Linked DNA regions of Mus musculus: region 2 is linked to region 1. The links are chromatin contacts, called in public HiChIP or PLAC-seq maps. All regions are on one chromosome and are shown on one strand. The core of a region is the stretch at or near the end of the contact, and the rest is flanking DNA. Distances in the headings are between cores, read along the strand shown.

Region 1 (3,056 bases), core at 248-2,747:
TTTTTTTTTTTTTTTTTGAAACAAGATCTAGCAGCCCTGGCTAGCCCTGCACTGTGACAGTCCTGCCTCAGCTTTCCATGGACAGTCATTGAGGTGGTGTTTTTAGAATAAATGGAAGATGACAGGTGTGTCTGGTGTGTCCAACTGGAACACAATAGAGAAAGAGCACAGGCCACAACAACAAAGGGGTTTGCTTTTGTTTTGGAGATGGGGCCTCTCTGCATAGACCTGGATGGAGGCTAGAACTAGAGAGAGACCTGCCTCTCTGCCTCCTGAGGGCTGGGGCGTCATCAGGCCGGGCCAACAACAAAGGTTAAGAGAGGTTTCTACTGCCTCAGAGGGAGAGGATTAGAGGTCCAGGAAGACACAGCAGCACTAGACAAAACAAGCGGCCAAGTCCTGTAGCCTGGCTGAACCAGGCTTCCACCATGCTGGAATACAAGTGCTGTGTAGCAAAACTAAGGACGCAAAAGCACCCAGGTACCAAAGCGCAGAGGCTCTTCCACACTCGGATTTAATAGGTACCCAGAATCTACCCATTTTGTTGGAGGAACGCTGTCCTTTGCGACCCGCAAGGGTTTCCCTCGGAAGGCACACGGGGTTCATTCTGGGTCTGTGGCACTTTACGGAGCCTGACAAGTTCAGCTGTCGGGGAGTTGCGGACCGGATCCAGACTGCTTCTCACCTTACCTTAGATCGCTCGGTGGTGTCCACCCAGTACAAGGTGATATTTCGGGCGATCATAACCTCTTGGACTCTCTTGGGCAACACCTTCTCCATCACCTGCTTGGGGGTGAGCGGCACGCGTTGAGCCTGTGCCTCGCACCCGGACACGAACTGAAGCAGCTCCCTCTGCGAGTGAGGACAGGGCGCCAGGAGGAAGACGGCGTTCCCAAAGCCCCCGAGCGCGGCCTGGGCCTCCCTGGCCTCGCCGTCGGCGTCCAGCAGCCTCCTGCCGCTACTCCGCAGGATCGGCTTGGTGGGCGACGTGATCTCCGGCCGGTCCCACTGGTAGTCGAGCAGCGTCTCCATCAGGGCACCGTGCGTGTGGGTGGCTCTGGGCGTCGGGCCCGGCAGGTGAGCTCCGGGAGGGCGATCCCCCAGCCTGGCCTCCAGCTCCTCCTCGAAGTCCTCCCAGGAGCGGCTCCCCAGCTCGCGGAAGTCGGACACGCGGGAGGGCCGGCTCCGTGCCCCCTGAGAGTCGAAGAACTTGAAGGTCCAGTGGACCCTGGCAAGGCCGAAGCGGCAGCTCAGGTAAGTGAGGAGCCGGAGGGCGGCGCGTCGGGCCGGGCTATGAGGAGCAGAGACGCCCGCTGTGTCCACCAGCAGCATCACTTTGTGACAGCAGGCCATCTCGGCCGCCACGGGACTCCCTCTGCCCGGCCGCGCGTGGCCCTTCCTGAGGTAAAGCACTCTCTTCAGAGAACCAGCGCCATTGCCCGCTTCTCTGAGGCCCTGCTCCGAAGGCTCCCGCGCTCTCCGACAGCTGCAGCTATTGGAGGAGCTGGTACCCAAACTCGGCTCCTATTGGCTGCAGGCTGAACGTAAGTTACGTAAGCACTTCCCTCTTTAACCCTAACTGGAAGGCGTGTGGAAGACCTCCGCTTGATTGGTGGAGGGTGTGGCGGTGGGCGGGGCGCTGAGTTCCGGGAGAAATGTAGTTCTCATTGGCCTGAGCCTTCGTTTTAAAATTTAAAGAGGCGGTACTTCGGGGGCGTGGCGGTGGGCGCGGAAGCCTTCGTTTGGGCTACTGTGCGCAGATGTGAGTGTGAGTGTGAGTGTGAGTGTGTGAGTGTGAGTGTGTGAGTGTGAGTGTGAGTGAGTGTGTGTGTGTGTGTGTGTGTGTGTGTGTGTGTGTGTGTGTGTGTCTGTACACGCGCGCGCGTACGTGAGTGTGTGTGTCGCCTGCGGAAGGCGGGGCGTGTTTACTAGAACCCTGAAGCCTGGGATGTGCACAGTGAGGGGTTTAGGATGCTTGAGTCAAGTTCACTTTAGACTACTCTTAAGTCTTTTAGCCTATGACGGAGGGCTTAATTTTTTTTTTCTGTAAAAGACGAAAGGAACATTTCATAATCCTCAAACTCGAGGGACGGAGGTAGGAGGATCGCAGGTTCCAAGCCAGCAGGGGCTACTTAGCAAGGCTGGAGCATAGTGGAAGGACCTCGGATACTCTATTGTAAAGGTCTGGAAGGCAGGGAAGTGTTTTCGGGAAGAAAGAGAAGTGACAGAAGAGCAATACGGGTCCTAGGTAGGAAAATGTAATATAAAGATACCTAATCAGACGTCTGCAGAGCACCTGGGGAGGCTGTTTTACAAACTAAGGAGTGAACACACCAGAGAGTACGCAAGCCAGTCCAATGGGTGCAGAAAAAAACACTAGAACGTCCGATTTCCAGCACCCGCCTTCTTACAGCTCATCCATTCAGTAGATTAGTGTTTTCTGAAGTCTTGGTTTTGTTTTACTTGTTTTTGTTGTGTGTTTGTTTTTGTGACTTTCTTTTATATTCCAAATTGGCCTCAAACTGTACCTTGTACTTCTCTGATCATCCTGCCTCCACCTTCCTAGTTCTGGGACTGTAGACATGCCCCTGCACCAAACGCAGTTTATGGGGTATTGGGGATCAAACCCAAGACTTCCTGAATGCTGGACAGTCAAGCACTGAACCAACATCTCCAACACTCATTCGTGTCTTCCTCCTCCCCCCTCCCGCTTTCTTTTTAACTTTATTGTATATGGGGGCAGGGAGGTGTTGCTAGGGATGGAACTCCCAGCCTGGCATGTTGTTAGCAAGTATGCTCCCTCTTGGTCTCATCTCTGGCCAGTGGATTTTTTTTTGTGTGTGTGTGTGTGTATGGGCGTTTTGCACATGTGCATGCCTGTGCTCAGAGATCAGAATAGGGTGTTGGATCCCCTGGAACTGGAGTTGCAGCTGATTGTGAGTCAGCCTTGCATGATGGGAATCGAACCCAGATCTTCTGGAGGTGCAGCAAATGCTTTAATCCACTGAGCCATCTCTTCAGCCCCTCATATGTGTTTCCTATTGGTACCACAGTAA
Region 2 (3,056 bases), core at 323-2,822, 540 kb before region 1:
CTGGGTTCCGATTTCAGTCATTTCTCACTTCAAGAACAGAACTCCCAAGGAGCAGCAGTGAACTCTAGAACCATCCCCACCCACAGCGAACCACCCAGTTCCATGCAGGAGTGGTCCGAGTTTAACATAACAAGAATGACAGCAAACACCCGCTGAGAGGTTTCTGTACCAAGCCCTATCCTAAGGACTTTGCAACTGGTAATGAGCTGCGCCTTGAGCAAGGCGCTAATATCCCATTTTACAGATGAAGAAATCAAGGCACAGAGAAGTTGTTTACTTAAGGTCATGTGGGAACTAAGTGGCTGAGACAGGATTTGAACTTGAGCTACCAACAATGTTTTGGATAAGGGACTGAGATCCTGTTAGGGGCCTTAACTGAAGAGCTGATTCTATCCTTTTGCAAATGGGATGCTTTTAGGGGTGGGGATGCAAATATGGAGTAGGAAGTCTGGTAGAGTTTTAGTCTGTAACCTCTAATTTATGCACTAACTCACAGTGACAGTTTGCAATTTAGAGGGGTTTGGCCAAACATTGTCTGTTGGCACCTATGTGCCTGATGCCCTCCGAATGCACCAAGTTTTATGAATTTCCCAAGATGACTTTGCAAGGTATCTAAGCCTGAGGCGACTTTGCAGGGGAGGAAGCTGGAGTGCGGGCAGTAGGAAGTACTTACTGGGCTAAGTCCCTAGAATTCCAAACGTTGAGGTTCCCTGGAAAAGGTTCAGGGGCGATCAGACTAAGGGAAGTAAAGAATGAGTGGAGGATTGGAAACACAGGCAGCCAGGGGCAGCTGTAAACCACCAAAAAAGGAATGTGGCCCACCAGGGTGATACCCTCAGGCCCCTCTAGACAGGGTACAGATGGGTCTTCGCAATGTCAGTTTCCAAGTCCCTGTGTTTGGAGTAGGGGGTGAATTCTCCAGGTCGATCAGTCAGAGATGGGCCGGCAGGGAGGAAAGACCTGGCACCCACCCGCCAAACTCCAGGCTCTGCTGTGGCTGACTGAGAATATCATAAGCCCAGAGTTTATAGCACGGCCAGCAGCAGTGCCCTCAGCCCCGTGCCGTTGGTGGCTCCAAGGCTGACTCTGGTCAGCATCAAAGACAAGTAAATGAGTAGGCAGGATGGCTGGCACCTGAGGCCCCTAGTGCCGAGTGTGCTCCCTCCGAGCAAGAGCAGCTGCAACCGAGCAAGAAAGCGGCCCTCTCCAAGTCCAGATAGAAAATGGAAGAAAAGGGCTCTCAGCTCCCTAGCTTTCCCTCCTCTTTCGCTTTGACCACAACTGCTTTCCTGGTCCTAGTGGACCTCAACCTCTCCTTTGTCGTGGCCACCCCACCAAGCATCTCGTTGCCCGCGCTCCCCTCCTTCTGCCGCGCCCCATAGCACTTACCCAGCGGCACACTGATCCGGGGGCCGAGCGCCCGCGTAGTCGTCGTCCGCAGCAGCAGCAGTAGCAGCAGCAGCAGCAGCGCGCGCCGCAGGACAGCGGAGCGGCTCGCCCGGCCCATCGCGGCGCGTGGAGCTCGGACCGCAGCAGGCAGCGGCGTCCTCCTCCGGCTCAGGTTGCTCAAGTGGAATCGCAGGCTGGAGCCCCGCCCCGCGGTTCGGCCCGGAGTCCTTCCCTCGGCCTCCGCCTCTGGACCTGGGGGTGGGCGGCAGGGAAGGTGGTCACGTGGGCCGCCGCACCGTAGGCTCCCTCTGCCCAGTGCTGCGGGTGAAAGCCCCGCGCTCTCGCCGCAGGGAGGAGGGCGCGGAGCAGGAAGTCGACGGGTAGGCGGGCCTCCTAGCTGGTCCTTGCCCAGCTCTTTCCCCTTCCTCCTTCCTGGGCGCTGAAGTACGAGGGGCGCTGGATCGAGTCACCCGACTTGGGGCACTGGGGGGGAGGGGGAGCGGAGCAGAGCCTGGGGACCTGAAGCCCGGAGACCGAGGAGCTCGCAAAGCCGCACGGACCCGCCCTCCTTCCGGCTCCCGGGAACCCTGCCCCACATGCCCCCTACCTACCCCCACCCCCGCTCTGGGAGCTGTGCAGACTCTGAGACGGAGACTGGTAGCTTTCCAGTCTTACTTCCGCGAGAGGTCTATGCATGGTCTAGAATCTAGATACTCTGCTCGGTTGTCCATGCTTAGAATTCTGTCCACGCGAAGCCCGGGGCCGGCGCAGAATCAGTTCAAGTGGGATAATTAGGATTTCACGGACTGCACTGCCAAAGAGGCTAGACCTTCCCCCCCACAACCAGCACGTGGCTGAGCATAGGAAAGGATTCCCTAAGGCTGGAATGAGACGCCAGAGGTATCCACCCGCAGGTACCCCAATCTGAAGTCAATTTGGTGGAGCCACAGCAAAGGAATAGAGGGAAATAAAGAGGGGGAGATCAACAAAGACATCAAGGTTTTGGAAACCCGTTTCAGCTTTTCCTAGGTGAATGGATAAAATTAAAAACTTAAAAATATGTGTTCATTGTTCTTGTGGCAATGAAACCACTTCCCCCAGACTTTTCTGCAGTTGTCGAAGCTACACTGCACTCGCTGCTGCCCATGTGTGCCCATGTGGGCAGTTCCAGAGCCACATCTTTCTACTCTCCTCCCCACCCCCACAGGCAGGTGGCAGTCAGAGCAGACAAGCTCTTGGATGGTCTCAGGTCTTCTTTCTTACATCCAGACTTCCCCATGCTCCACAACTCCTGTACTGTCACCACCCTGACATCCTTCTACAGTCTCGTGTCTTTTCTCATATGCCACATGTCCAATTGCACTGGTTAACCCATCATCTGAAATGTACTGTTTCTGCTCTAACTGCTGCTTCCTTTCCTCCTGTTAATCTCTTCTCAAACACAGTAGACAGAGTCTACTCCACAAGCTGTGACCTCTGACCTGTGTGTTTGTGTGTGTAACATAAAATATATATGCAGGCAAAACACCAATGCACATGAAATAAATAGCACTTTAAATACTGTTTCAAGGTCAGGCCTGTAGCCCAGGCCTTTAATCCCATCAACCTGGGAGTCAGAAGCAGGAAGATCTCTTGAGTTTTACAGAGCCAGTTCCAGGACAGCAAGG

The links. HiChIP or PLAC-seq counts read pairs in DNA pulled down with a chosen protein or histone mark.
Region 2: an H3K4me3 HiChIP or PLAC-seq map of the SCID.adh cell line shows a contact between it and region 1, with 9 read pairs. The contact joins the promoter of Sema4b here to the promoter of Ticrr in region 1. A contact is called at or near these places in 2 of 39 promoter capture datasets (neural stem cells and stem cell-derived epiblast-like cells) and 2 of 115 datasets of contacts at active chromatin or transcription factors (the SCID.adh cell line and embryonic stem cells).

Annotation. Positions count from the first base shown.
Region 1 is chr7:79,658,637-79,661,692 of GRCm38.p6, reverse strand. It overlaps Ticrr (TOPBP1-interacting checkpoint and replication regulator), which reads right to left and starts at 1,497. Exons shown (of 22, transcript NM_029835.1): 1 at 691-1,497. The coding sequence starts at 1,353.
Region 2 is chr7:80,197,104-80,200,159 of GRCm38.p6, reverse strand. Sema4b (sema domain, immunoglobulin domain (Ig), transmembrane domain (TM) and short cytoplasmic domain, (semaphorin) 4B) reads right to left here and starts at 1,572. Exons shown (of 14, transcript NM_001360135.2): 1 at 1,390-1,572. The coding sequence starts at 1,507.